2 separate regions of the Rattus norvegicus genome follow, and region 1 is linked to region 2. The links are chromatin contacts, called in public Hi-C maps. All regions are on one chromosome and are shown on one strand. Each heading gives the region's core, a stretch centred on a gene start, on an enhancer-like site or on the middle of the called end of the contact. The rest is flanking DNA. Distances are from core to core; before and after follow the strand shown.

The links. A called contact is a pair of places that touch in the nucleus more often than the background predicts.
Region 1: a Hi-C map of liver shows a contact between it and region 2, with 1.6 times the contacts expected there. The contact joins the enhancer-like site here to the promoter of Msh2 in region 2. A contact is called at or near these places in 9 of 12 Hi-C or Micro-C datasets (Schwann cells, frontal cortex, hepatocytes and 4 more) and 1 of 1 datasets of contacts at active chromatin or transcription factors (oligodendrocytes).

Annotation. Positions count from the first base shown.
Region 1 is chr6:12,670,832-12,678,117 of GRCr8, forward strand. No RefSeq gene overlaps it. Among named protein-coding and RNA genes, the nearest start is that of Epcam, 25 kb to the left of the region's middle. Within about 2 kb of position 3,275, at least 35 of the 93 cell types and tissues checked have an H3K27ac peak or open chromatin away from gene starts, as enhancers often do. A contact at or near this core is called in Schwann cells, hepatocytes and liver, where this site is marked.
Region 2 is chr6:12,624,353-12,630,875 of GRCr8, forward strand. Msh2 (mutS homolog 2) reads right to left here and starts at 2,151. Exons shown (of 16, transcript NM_031058.2): 1 at 1,875-2,151. The coding sequence starts at 2,085.

The DNA.
Region 1 (7,286 bases), core at 2,025-4,524, 48 kb after region 2:
ACGTGGCTGCTGGCTTCTGTCTCTTGAGTGATTTGCAACATGATTGGAGAAGCAGAGCCATGGTGAGCAGGGACTGGAGGACTTGTCAGGATTATGCAGAATCACAGCACTGGGGGAGCTGGTGGACAGCCACGGGGTGGATGTTGCTTCTGGTTAGCCTGAAGACACTGTAGTCATCACACCGGCAGCCAAGAAAGACAGCCAGACATGGATGGGAGCAAGGCCGCACGGGAAGTCACAGGGACAGACAGATGCAGACGAGGACTGATTCAAGGCCAGGTCTGACTCTGGTTCCCTCCGAGCCTGATGCTGGAGGTGACTTGCAGTGGACACTGACCTCCAGCTAGAATGTGAAAGGCTCATGTGCAGCCCTGGGACCTTCAGAGCATTCAGTAGTCCGCTGTCACCTCACTTGTGTCTTCCACACACCACAGGATGACTTTAACTAACTTAGGATATACAGGAATGGGGATTTCTGGACATTTCGTTGCCACTTAGCTCGGTTAACCTAGATAGAGTTACTCTGTCCCTTCCACACTAACCGATGCTTAGAAAGAGATGCTGCACACAGGGCTTAAAAACGTGTTGGGGGCTCTATCAAGAGTACCTGTAATGGGCTGAATAGATGGCTTAGCAGTCTCTCTTGGAGAGCAAGGACTGTTCTTGCAGAAGACCCCAGTTTGGTTAAAATTAAAAATTATATTTAAAAAGATTTATTTATTTTAAAATGTTTTTTTTTATTTATTATTTATTATATATGAGTACACTGTAGCTGTCTTCAGATACACCAGAAGAGGGCATCGGATCTCTTTACAGATGGTTGTGAGCCACCATGTGGTTGCTGGGAATTGAACTCATGACCTCTGGAAGAGCAGTCGGGTGCTCTTAACCGCTGAGCCATCTCTCCAGCCCCAAAAGATTTATTTATTTTAATATGTATTATATATGACTACGCTGTTGCTGTCTTCAGACACGCCAGAAGGGGGCGTTGGATCCCATTACAGATGGTTGTGAGCCACCATGTAGTTGCCAGGAATTGAACTCATGACCTCTGGAAAAACAGTCAGTGTTCTTAACCACTGAGCCATCTCTCCAGCCCTAAACTAGTATATACATTAAGTTTAAAGCACCTTCAAGTTGGGTTTGGCATACACCTGTGCTCCCAGCACTCTGGAAGCTGAAACAAGAGAGTCAGATCGGGGTTGGGGATTTAGCTCAGCGGTAAGCGCTTGCCTAGCAAGCACAAGGCCCTGGGTTCGGTCCCCAGCTCCGGAAAAAAAGAAAAAAAAAAAAAAAAAAAAAAAAAGAGAGTCAGACCAAGAGAGTTCAAGCCAGGCTGAGCCACACCACTAGACTCTATCTCAAGAAAACAAACGAACAAAAGCGTGAAAAAGAAAAAGAAAAAGAAAAAGAAAAAGAAAAAGAAAAAGAAAAAGAAAAAGAAAAACCAAGGCTGTGTTGGTACATGCTCTAATCCCAGCACTGGGGAGGCAGAGGCAAGAGGATCTCTGAGTCCAAAGCCAACCTGTGGTTACTCAGGTTCCGGGACAGCCAGGATTACCTACACAGTAACATCCGGTCTCAAAAGGAAACAGTAACAGTAACAATAAATAAACAAGGGTAACAGGGTAATAGAGAGCCAGGACGGCAGGAACTGCAGTGTGTAGCTCTTGTATTTGTTCAGCTTCCTTCTGGGGAACGTGCTTGGGTGTCTGCTTTGTCATTTTCTTTTCAGATTTGCTTATGGAGATGAGTGTTTGGCCTTGGTGCGCGTGTATGTTTTAAATACCAGCAGTAGAACCTAGGGAGGTGTTCTTTTTGGGACAGGTTATCATGTAACACAAGGTGACCTTGAACTTGCAGTGATCTTTCTGCCTCTGGGCCCCAAAGTACTGGGGTTATAGGCCTGAACCACCATCCTCAGCTCCATTGCTTTGTTTAGAGGTGAGGTCTCACTCACCCTCTAGCCCTAACTGGCCTGGAATTCTTTTCTTTCTTTTTAGACAAGGCTGAACTTGAACTCATAGAGATCTGCCTGTTTCTGCCTCTCAAGTGCTAGGACTAAAGGCGTGAGTAACCATGTCTGTCTCAGGCGAGACATTAAAAATTACATTTATTTCGTGTGTATAGGTGTTTTGCTTACATGTGTGTCTCTGTAGCACCTGCCCACAGTGTCTACAGAGGTCAGAAGTCTTCAGGTCCCCAGGCACTGGAGCTATCTATGGTTGGTCATAAACTACCTTGTGTGTGCTGGGAATTAAACTCAGGTTTTCTAGAAGAGCAGCCAGCACTCTTAACCTCTGAGCTATCTTTGCAGTCCCCCTAGCTCGGCACTTTTAAGAGACTGGCTCTGTGAGTGTGATGTTGAAGGGTGTGTTAGATGTGCTTGGAGTCTGGAAAGAGCTTTACCACTTCAAGATGGGTCTCCAGCAGCCAGAGGAGAACAGGGCAGCTGAAGCAGGGACCGGCTGAACAAGAAGACAAGGCTGGGGCTAGAGAGAGATGGCTCAGCTGTTAAGAACATCTGTTCCTTTTGTAGAGGACCCAAATTCAGATCCCAGCCCCTCCATGGTGGCTCACAACCAACCTTAACTCCAGTTTCTGGGGACCCCAGGCCCTCTCTGACTCTCACCAGCACCAAGCGTGCAAGCAGTACACACGCGCATGTGCACACGCGCACGCATGCGCACAAACACACGCACCAAGGCCAAACACTCATCTCTGTAAGCAAATCTAAAAAGAAAATGACAGAGCAGATTAAACACAACACTGAATTGTAGGAGTGAGGTTTTATTCCCTTTCTGAAAAAATTAGACTCACAGTCTGCTCAACAGACTTTATTTATAAAGTCCATCTATTTCTAAACGTGGGACTGTATGTAAGGCAGTCGCATATACTCTACGTAATGGAAATCTACAAAAGGAAAAGTATTTGGAAAGTTAGAGGACATGGTCTCTGTGAGAATGCGGGCCCTGATTCGTTAATATTCATTCACTGTGTCTGACTCTGCCTCACTCCCTATGTTGGGGTGGGGGCTGGGGTCCTGATTCTCTGTCCAGTTTTCAACTACCTTCTACAGTAGCATCATAACTTTGTTTGCATTTTCCTAAACAACACTAAACAGCAGAAGTAAGCCCTTGCCCGTTTGTCCATTGGCGACATTCATTTGTCAAAGGGCTGTCTTCTTCAAATATATGCGGAACAGCAGGGGGGAGGAGAGGGCGGGAGGAAGGGAGGGAAGTTAACCCAGAGCTGTCCAGAAGTAGGAGGCAACACCCAAAAGGCGGAACATAATTGGGTTTGAGCCGGCTGGGAGAGCCTCCCTCTCCTCTAAGCTGGGCTGAGATGGTCAGGTGCCTTGGCTTCTTTTGCAGCTCGGGTTAATTTTTAATATTCTTTCGTAAGGTAAGAAGACAGGAGCCAAGGTCTAGCTACTACAGTTCTCGCTCTTTGTTCCCAAGTCTCTTCCCCTCTTCTTTGTCTGGTAGCCAGGCTGGAGAGTGATCACGTGGCAGGAGGGGGCGGCGCTCCGGGAGATTCCTGGGCACGGAGTTTGGGACCAGATGAGTGTTTCAGGCGGCTCCATTTTTCTGTCATTTCCCCTTTGTCTTGGTTACTGATGTGGCTGTGTGACCGCAGCCCTGGGATTTTCTTCCCTCCAACTCCAAACGCCAGTTCCTTAGATCTCCCTGTTTTAAGGTCAGTGGAAACTTTTTAAAAAGCAGTGCAAAGCTAATAAATTCTTACTTGAAAGCGGCTTTGTCCCAGTTCTTTGTAAAGCTCGCACTCTCGCCTTGTAGTAGTTCCCAGAGGTTAAAAGAGCGGGCATTGTTTAGGAATTTTTGGAGGAAACGCCCCGATTCAGCGCTTGTAGCGTCCCCTTCTTTCTGCACGCGTGCCCCCCCTTTTTTTTCTTTATTCCTGAGCCTGGAATTGACTCTAGCTTGCAGAGTGCTAGGATGGATTCCTGGCAAGAGACCGCCCTGACCTGACTATTTCATTAATAAGGCCGGAGGAGGTGACATGGCTCAGGGCACAATGGCAGGTGCCACCAAGTCTGACAGCCCAGCCCGGACCTGACTTAGAACCCCAGAAGCCGAACGGTGAACGGTGAGAACTGGCTCCTGTACGTTGTCCTGTGATCTCCACACTATTGACAGGGCACAGGCTCAGAGTGGGTCGCAGCTACTGGCTATTTTTATGCCTGGAAGAATCAAGTGTCTGTAATAAGCTCAGTTTCAAATGTTAGGCGGCTGGGATTGGCAGGGAGGGCTCATGTTTAGATAGGCCAGAGGGAGGTCTTAACACTTGGTAAAATATTCAAAATGGACATCGCAGACCTTGAACACGGCAAGTCAGGCAGCCTAAGTCCAAATTCTCCCCTGTTTAACATAGTAGAACTAGATAGTTTCCGGCTGGAGACACGGCTGGGCAGTTAAGAACTCTGGCTGCTCTTCCGGGGCACCTGGGTTTAATCTCCACCCCCTACGTCGCGGGCACCTCGCAACCCTCAGTGATTCCAGTTCCAGGACATCTATTAGCCTCTTCTATCCCCTGCAGGTGCCTGCCACACCAGGCAGTACGCTCATCATTTAGGCAAGTGAAACACCTATATGCACAATAAAACGTTTAAAAAAGGGGGATGGTGCAAAGCCAGGCGCGTGTTGTATTCCAAGGAGAACTAATCGGTGAGCTTTATTACTACAGTGTTAGGTGTAGGACATGGTGGCCCATGCTTGTCAGCACAGCTCCTGCAAGGCGGAGGCAGAAGAATCAGGAGTCAGCCTGACAGCCTACCTCAAAAGACCAAAAAAAACCTAATCAAAACCAACCCAGGACAAAAATTCCCTCATAACCCTTGTGCTTCCGTCTACGTTAATAACCTCTTCCAACTCTGCTTCATTGAGAAGCATTTTCCCCCTAGGGATATAGCTTAGTGGTTGGCGCTTGCCTGGTGTTTAAAGAGTCCTGGGTTCATCCCCATCACTGCAAAAGTCAATCAGGATGTAATTGTAGAGAGTGGTAGGTGTGGTGGGTGACAGAGTTGTATAAGAAAGGGGATGGGAAAAAAATCTAGACTGTCAAGCTTTGGGACCTTGGGACAGACCGTGGCTGGGCCCCAAGCTCGTTTGTTTAGTCTGATAGTGTAGTCCCAAGTTCACCATTAAGTTGTTTTATTGCCTTTTTCTTTTTTTTTTTTTTTTTTTTTTTCTTTTTTTTTGAAGCAGGCTCTCGTGTAGCCCAGACTGGCCTAGAACTCAAACTCTTCTAGCTGAAGATGACCTTTAACTCCTTATACCCCTTATCTTCTGCTCCCAGCCCCTCCCCTGGACCCCCTCTGATTCCCCACACCCCTACCCATCCCCCTCGTGGGCTGGGATGGCAGGCCAGCAGCACCTGCCTGGTAGATTCTGTGGATGTACTTTTTGGCGGACCTCCTTTTCTCTCCTGCCTTTGCTGGGGTTCCAAGGAACAAACTCCACTGTGGGGACTTCCCTGTATCTGTCCGTATCTTAGGACACCTTTCAAGGTTCCTGACTACTACCCACTCCATCTTCGTAAACATAAATTTATTCCTGTGTGTGTGTGTGTGTGTGTGTGTGTGTGTGTGTGTGTGCGCGCACACACACACACACACAGCTTGGATACAGAGATCAGAGGTCAGCCTGCGGGGTCAGTCCTTCCACCATGCATGTGGATTCTAGGGAAGGGACTCAGGTCATGTCAGCCTGGTGCTAAGTGCTTTTACTTCTGAGTCATTCTGCCAGCCTTGTTTTATTTGTGACGAAAATGCCTCTATACATCCCAAGATGTCCATCATTGAGAAGCCCTGCCTCAGAGTCCTGCTCCAGAGTCCTTTTTGACTCCAGGTGATTTGGACCAGTGGTCAGGACAGAAGAAGGGACTGAAGCCAGCTCCTGTGGAGCTTAGCTCAGTTTCCTTGAAATTCTACGGCTTAGGGAAATGGGGTCTCCTTTGGGGGTCCCAGCCTCAGAGAGTCTTCTCTGTACTTGTTCTAGCTATGCTCCTTCTCCTGGAGGGTTCTTCAGGACCACACCCATGGCAGTCTGTGCCCTTTCTCTAGACTACGTTCTGGACACGAGAGTTCCTCACATGCACCAAAGTCTAGCCTATTTTCAGGACTTACATGGCCTTCTCTTTGAATCACCGCTCTTGACTGTGGGCTATGCCTCAAGGAAGGCCCAGATGGAGTCACTGGATGTTAGTGTTTGCTGTTTTTGCTGTTTTGGTGATGTAATGGGGCATAGATTATGCTAGGCACATTCTGTGAGTGTTAGACAAAGGCCTATCCCTCACCCCCAAGCCATCTAACAAGTGTAGTTGAGGGGGCTGGAGAGATGGCTCAGCAGTCAAGAACACTGGCTGCCTTCCAGAGGTCCTGGATTCCATTCCCAGCACCCACATAATAGCCAACAGACATCTGTGATTCTAGTTCTAGGGGATCCCACACCCTCTTCCGGCCTCTGAGGATACCTCACGCATGAGCTGTACAGACACACATGCAGGCTCTACACCAATACACATAAAACAAATCTTTTACTTTAAAAGGATGTGTATTTGAGAAGAGTCTAAGAGCAAGTCCTCGTCTTCTCTGTACATTCTCTCGTGTTGTTTCTCAACTGTGCAAAACCGAGTTCTGTCCCCAAGTGGATGGCCAGAAGGAACAGGAATCTGAACCCTCGGTGCAAGCCGGGAATGGAAGGCTTCCTTTGTCCTCACCCAGCAAACAGCACTAATCCATTATCAGTGAAACACTCGTGGGGAAAACGTGAACTTTCCTGGTAGGTGCTTGTCTCTATGTGACACACAATTCCACCTTCTCAGTGCCAAGGACTCTGGCCAGACATTGCCTAGTGAGACATCGCCCACGCAGTGAAGTGGCCCGATACTCTCTCCAGATGGAATGAATCAGTCTCTTGATATTGAACCCTCACAGCCTGTTAGTCACATAGTGGCTAATTTCTGACCTATTACACCTTGCACAGGTGACTCCTCTTAGAAACATCCCTCGGGGCAGGGCAGAAGGCAGCTGACTCATCTGGCTTCCCCCGGAGAGCAAGACCAGCCTCACTCACTGAATCAATTACTTTTAAAATCCAATCTCTCAGGGATTAAGTTACTGAGGTCTGTGAGGAAACCAGTCCAACCAGTTGCACCCTTCGTGCTTTGTCCTTGGTTAGGGCCCTGAGCCTATCTGTTTGGTCACCCTGTCTGCCAGCCCCTCACGTCATGTGACCATAAGGAGCTTCTTTACCCTGGTAAAG
Region 2 (6,523 bases), core at 901-3,400:
GTGTGACACACTGAGAGGCAGTGCACACTTGATGACTAGCGTCTAAAGGCCTTGTCTGTGTATACTCTAAGTTCCTGAAGAACCAACAGGATAAAGAGAACAGGATTTTTCTGCTGTGAAACAACTGATCAGAATTGAAACCTACCCATGCTCCACAGAAGGAATATACTCACGTTTGTACAAGGTTCCTGAGAATGACATATAGCCCCTATGGGCATTCAACCGTGCCAGATGGTGGGACATAAAAGGACTTGTAATGTGATAATGCATTCCAGGATCTGAACCTGGGAAGCTGAGGCAGGAGGCTCTCCCTGATCACAGGGCCTTAGAAGAACAGATCATTTATTACATGAGCACAATCAAGCGGGTAAAATGTCAGTAAAGGGATACCAGAGGCCAGCTCCAGAGAACTATGAAAAAAATCAACAAAATTCTACCCAAGCCCATGGCATGGGATCCAGAAAGCTGCAAAGCACTTACTGTTCACTACACTGGTGGGAAGGATGGGTACGAATGCAAACAAACGTGTAGGTTCCTGTGTAAAGCTCAACTGCACACTCGAGGTGGTGAAAGCTTGGAGTCCCAGGAGGTAGTGTGAGGCTCTAAGACAATGTAGGTAAACCTGAGTTCCCAGTGGGCCAAGGCTAAACAGAGACCTCGTCTCAAAAAAAAAAAAACAAAAAACAAAAAAAAAAAAAAAAAACAAGCCAATATGAATTCCACCAACAAAGAGCTAAATGAAATGTGGGAAATCCATACAATTATTTAGCAACAAAGGGAATGAAATGCTGAGCACAGATAAGCCTTGAAACAAAGAACAAATATGACTTCATTTACATGTCACATCCCAAAATATCTAGAGAAGAAACATAACCTAGTGGCAAGGGCTGGGAAGACTGTGAGGTAAGAATAATAATGGACACATACTTTCATGTGAGTGCCTGCCTGTCTTTCTCACTCTTTACTCAAGGTGAGGAACAACTGTCGAACAAAACCAAATACTACAGGATGTGGAGGCAGCAGACGATCACCTCGCATAGGGAGAAACAGGTAACCCTATCCCTTGTCTGTAACATCCCATTTGCACGTAACGGCATAAGAATTACAACTCACAGCTCCAAAGTACGATAGAATGGGCATTCATTGTATTTGAAAGAAAAAGCAATGGGGGATGGGTTTATTATGGTGGTCAAATTAATCTACCTAGGCCACAAATGAGGTCTGAAGCCTTTTAGGGAGAGATGATGCTGGGTGAGTAGAACCAAGTGGCAGGGGAAAAAAAAAAAAAAAAAACGAATGCTGAGCACGGCTTTCCAACTAGCTCAACCGCAGTCAGTTGCATTAGGGGGCTGCAACTGAAATCCGGGCAGTACAGCTCCAGGACAGATCCCAGGTCCTGCCCACTTGGCGATACTGCCCTTCCACAATGGTCCATCACTGGTTCTCAAGCGGAACGGCGTAAAAACAAAAACAAACCTTATATTGGCAAATGAGGGTGCCCTAAAGGAATCTCCCAACGCACCCTCCACTCCTCACTCCTAGGCTGCGGGCTGTTATAGATTTGGAGCTAGGCATGGTGGCAATGACTTTAATCCTATCAAGAAGCTGAAACTTGAGGATCAGACGTTCGAGGACAGCCTGGAGTGGGCGGCGAATTGTCGAGAGCTCTACGGTGCACACACAAGCATAGCCCGCTGTGCGGAGGCGAACCAAAACAATATGCTAAACACATAGCCCCAGGAGGCACCTCTCCTGCACAGGGGAGCAGGGCCGCTGCTCCACCGCTGACGCGCCCAAGTTTCCTGCCCCGGCGCGGCAAAGCTGCCCGCCGCGCTCGGGCCCCTAGCCGGTCCCGCTCCCGCGGCTGCCCTCACCTGCCGGCCCCATGTACTTGATCACGCCTTGGGTCTTGAACACCTCGCGGGCCGCCAGCAGCGCGTCCTCGCCGTGCGCGGTGTAAAAGTCGCCGCGGTCGAAGAGGCGCACCGTGGTGCTCGGCTTCTCCGGCATGCCCTCAAAGAAGCGTACGAAGCCCACCTCGGCCGCGCCCTCCAACTGCAGCGTCTCCTTAGGCTGCACCGCCATTTCCGAAACGCGCCACACAACCCAAGAGAGTACAGCCGGACCCTGCGCTCGCCGGGTCGTTTCCCGCCTCCCCAACCTCGCCCCTAAACCGCGTCCGGCCTCGGTGGGCTCGCCCAATCAGCATGCAGCGCTGCTCCTTGGTGGGTGGGAGTCTACCGCAATAGCCAATCATAACCGAGCAAGGCCCCAGCTTCCCGCGAACTCTAGCACCCTAGCTACTGCGCATGCGTTTGACTTGCCTGCACGCTTGCACGCTGACCTGCAGATGCGCAACCCCTTCAGAGGCTACGCTTTCAGGTCCGCACTCCCGAGAGTCAGGTGGGTGGGTAGCTAGGATAGGCGGGGTCAGCTAGGAATTAGTTTCTCAACTGACCGAAACCTAAAAGTGAAATCACAAAGAACTTGTAAACAAAGAACTATTCTTTTTCCTCCACCCAGCCTTGAGTGCGTGACATACGTTTGTAGTGCAAACTGCCTGGTAAGATTTCAGGTTTGGGGTTGGGGATTTAGCTCAGTGGTAGAGCGCTTGCCTAGGAAGCACAAGGCCCTGGGTTCGGTCCCCAGCAGACCGAGTCTGGTGGCTGAATCGCAGCATTTGGGAGGCCTTTGAGGCCAGCCTGGTCTACCAATCGAGTTCCAGGATAGTCAGGACTACACAGAGAAATCCTGTCTGGAAAAAATAAACAGAAAAGGACACATTGGGGGCTGAAGAGTTGGCGCGCAGTTTCTTCCTAATGTTTTCATACTAGCCTACCTTGAGTTCAGTCCCCAGCACCGGTGCAGCTCAGCATAACTGGTAACTCCAGATTCTCTTGTGGGTAGAGGAGGTCGGCGTCAGACACTTGCACTCACGAAGGCAAACAAATAAACAATAGTTTATTTTTTTCTTAATCTAAATAAAAAGTTGTAGTTTGTAAACGAGTGTGGTGGCACACACTTGAAACCCCAGCTCTCAGGAGGTTGGATCAGAAGGACCAAGTGGCAGGAAACTCAATACAATATTATCCTTGGCTATGCAGTTGGAGGCCAGTTTGGGCTGCATGAGTTGTATGTGGAGGTATAAACTGACAGGAAAACCTGCAGGGTTATAAATATTCTTTAGGGCAATTAACTGCTTAGGATGTGATCAGGGAGAGGGCAAATATTGCAAGTCCTGAGCCGTTACCTCGAGCTAACTTTAGTTCTCTAAAGAACTGCTAACAGCCCACCTCTGTGTTGACCTCAACAGCCTTGTGTTTACCAGTAAAGTCTTTGTACAGACCCCTTAGTTTCTACAAACAGAAAGACTAAAAATGTCATCAAATAAGATCTAAGGCCTCGGGCTGGAGAGATGGCTCAGTGGTTAAGAGCACCAACCTGCTCTTCCAGAGGTTCTGAGTTCAATTCCCAGCAACCACGTGGTGGCTCACAACCATCTGTAATGAGATCTGATACCCTCTTCTGGTGTGTCTGAAGACAGCTACAGTGTATCCATATAAATAAAATAAATCTTTAAAAAAAAAAAAAAATCTAAGGCCTCCAAAAGTCCCTCCCCCCTGTGCTGTAACCTGCCTGCCTATAACTTTCTTTGTTCTTTTACTATAAAATTTCTTGAGGGCCATTGAGATGGCTCTGGGTAAAGGCACTTGTACCAAGCCTGATAATCTGAATCCCATACCTATACCTATCGTGTAGTGTCGGTCAGAGAAAACAACTTGTACACAGGTTTAAGCCAATAGGGCGACTTTGTTAGTTAACCAGTAACTACCCTGGGTGTTCAGGATCCCAGTGTAGCACTGAACTTTTCTTGGGGTGAGCTTTTAAACACACACACACACACACACACACGAAATGTTCTGGGCTGTCATACTTTAGTTAACAAGAACAGTTAGTCAGAAGTGGAACTACCTAAGCCAAAAGGCAAGGCTAGTGCATTTAGAGACTGCCCCAGAACTGTGGAGTTGGGTGGAGTAGGTCTTTGTTTTGTTTGGCAGGTGGTGCTGTCTGTGTGCTGAGTTTTACACCCTGAGTGACACTTCCATGATGGGGTCAGTTGTGCTAAGGTCTGGGGGCCTACTACAGACCCACAAATAGAGAGAACCAACTCCCACAAGCCATCCTCAGACTTCCACACCCCCCTGCTATGGTTACTCGTGTACTTATGGATGTGAGCACAAACACACACAAAACACAATAATTTAATTTAATCAATAACAAAACAACTTCATGGGGCTGGAGAGATGGCTCAGCAGTTAAGAGCACTGACTTCTCTTCCAGAGGTCCTGAGTTCAATTCCCAGCAACCACGTGGTGGCTCACAACCATCTGCAACACAATCAGATTCCCTCTTCTGGTGTGTCTGAAGAGTGTAACAGGGTACTCACTAATATAAAATAAATAAAATCTTAAAAAAAAAAACAAAAAACAAAAACAACTTCATAAAACTTGTATCACATTGGAACATCACCATGTTGGAATAACGTAAACTGTGTTTCCAGGCCATGGCCGCCTATATTTGATTCTGAAATATTTAATTCTTTTAGTCCCTTTGAAGTGAGGTCTGTGTTTTGTATTGATATGTGGTTTAAATTCCATAGGATTATGACCTGAAGGGGGTCAGGGTCCATTGTGCTTAACACCCCCCACCCCATTCTGGAGAAAATTACTCTGTAGGTTGTGGGTTTGTTTGTTTTTTTTTAACATATTTTTTTTTTATATTTTAATTTTTTCGGAGCTGGGGACCGAACCCAGGGCCTTGCGCTTCCTAGGCAAGCGCTCTACCACTGAGCTAAATCCCCAACCCCCAGGTTGTGGGGTTTAACTGTTGTTGGTTTGGTTTGATTTGGACAAGGTATAGCCCAGGTTGACCTCAAATTCAGTAAGTAGCTGAGTATGATCATATACTGGGATTACAGGCATGAACCACCATACCTGGCCTTTCCTGGCATCTTTTAAGGAGTTTCCAGTGTATTTCTCACAGCCAAGTTTAGACACCACTAACCCACAGGCTAATATCTACATACTTGGAAAAGAGAACTGCAGACGATCTAACTGCAGACTACCCTCCCCGCCACATCTCCTGAAGCTTAAACCACATCTCCTGAAGCTTGAACATGCCGGCCTATTTCCCTGATGCGGATCTGGGGCCATGAACTTAGTTTGTCTTCAGAGTTGACCTTCTGCTCGGGAATGGCCCTCTTGACCTCTCAGTCGGAAATGTCTGGTCATCTTTAACTCCTCAGTCCAAATCCCTCTGCAGGGAAGCCTGCTCAGTGCCCCCAGCTGTAACTGGTTGCATTTCTTCTGAGGTCCCGCCTCATATCACTTTTACAACTCTGGTTTCAGGAGTCTGGGCACTTTTTTACCACACACCCGACAAGGACTGGGACGAATACTCATGCACTTATTCATAATAATGTGGACAAACAAACACCGGTCTGTCTGACAGGTTTTTAACTTCACATACCGCTAGTTTGGGGACTTTCTATCACCATTTCTGAAGTTGACAGATATAAAATGAAGAGATGAGCCGCTGGCAGCCTTGGTAAAGAGGGGCCAGTCTTAAAGAATAGCATCCAGGCTGGCCTCAGACTCCAATGTAGCAGGCCTCACCTCCTGCCCTGTTGCCTCCTTCCTGAAGTGTTGGGATTGCAACCATGAACCTGTTTTGAGAGGTTGTTTTAACATTTTTCTCTGTCAGTAGTATGTATATATTGATGGCTGATATACTCATCTACAAGTCCTTACCAATTTTAACTCCAGCCTGGGTTCTTTTTCCCCCATGAGTTGTGGATCACTAACACAATGGTGGCGTTTGAACACGAACAGTCTACCCTCACCTACTGTTGCTTATTCACACCCAGGCAGGCGAGCACCGTGACACGGGCAGTAATCACAGCATTTGGGAGGCGGGGGCAGATGGAGCAGGAGTTCAACCTCAGCCACATATCAACAAGAGACCCTATCTCAAAACCAAACAGAAACCCAAGAATAGAGCAGGAAAAAACCTCTCAAACCAGACTGTCAGTCAGCTGGGGGCTGACAGCTACAGACAGGATAAGAGAAAGCTGAGCATACAGCCCTCCAAAGCCTGAGGCAGGAGTGTTAGTCTGAGCAAAGCCTAGGCTGTACCTGAGACCCTATCTCCAATAAAAAGTAAAACCAGCAAATAGCAAGTGGCCCACATCTATGACCTTATTGCAAAGACAGATGAATTATTCCAAGTTCAAGTCCAGGCAGAGCTACATAGGGAAACCTTATCTAAAACTAAGTTAAAATATGGGGTCAAAATAAAACTATGGGTGAAGGATAGGTTAACGAAGGTAAGACTATTTGTGTATTTTCTGGGGATGACAGATTTTCTTGAAATGAACACCACCTCTTTTACACAGTTCTTCCTGGCCCCAGCCATGGCTGTCCTCAGCTGTCCCGGTACACTTGGGGACATGTCACTTAGCATG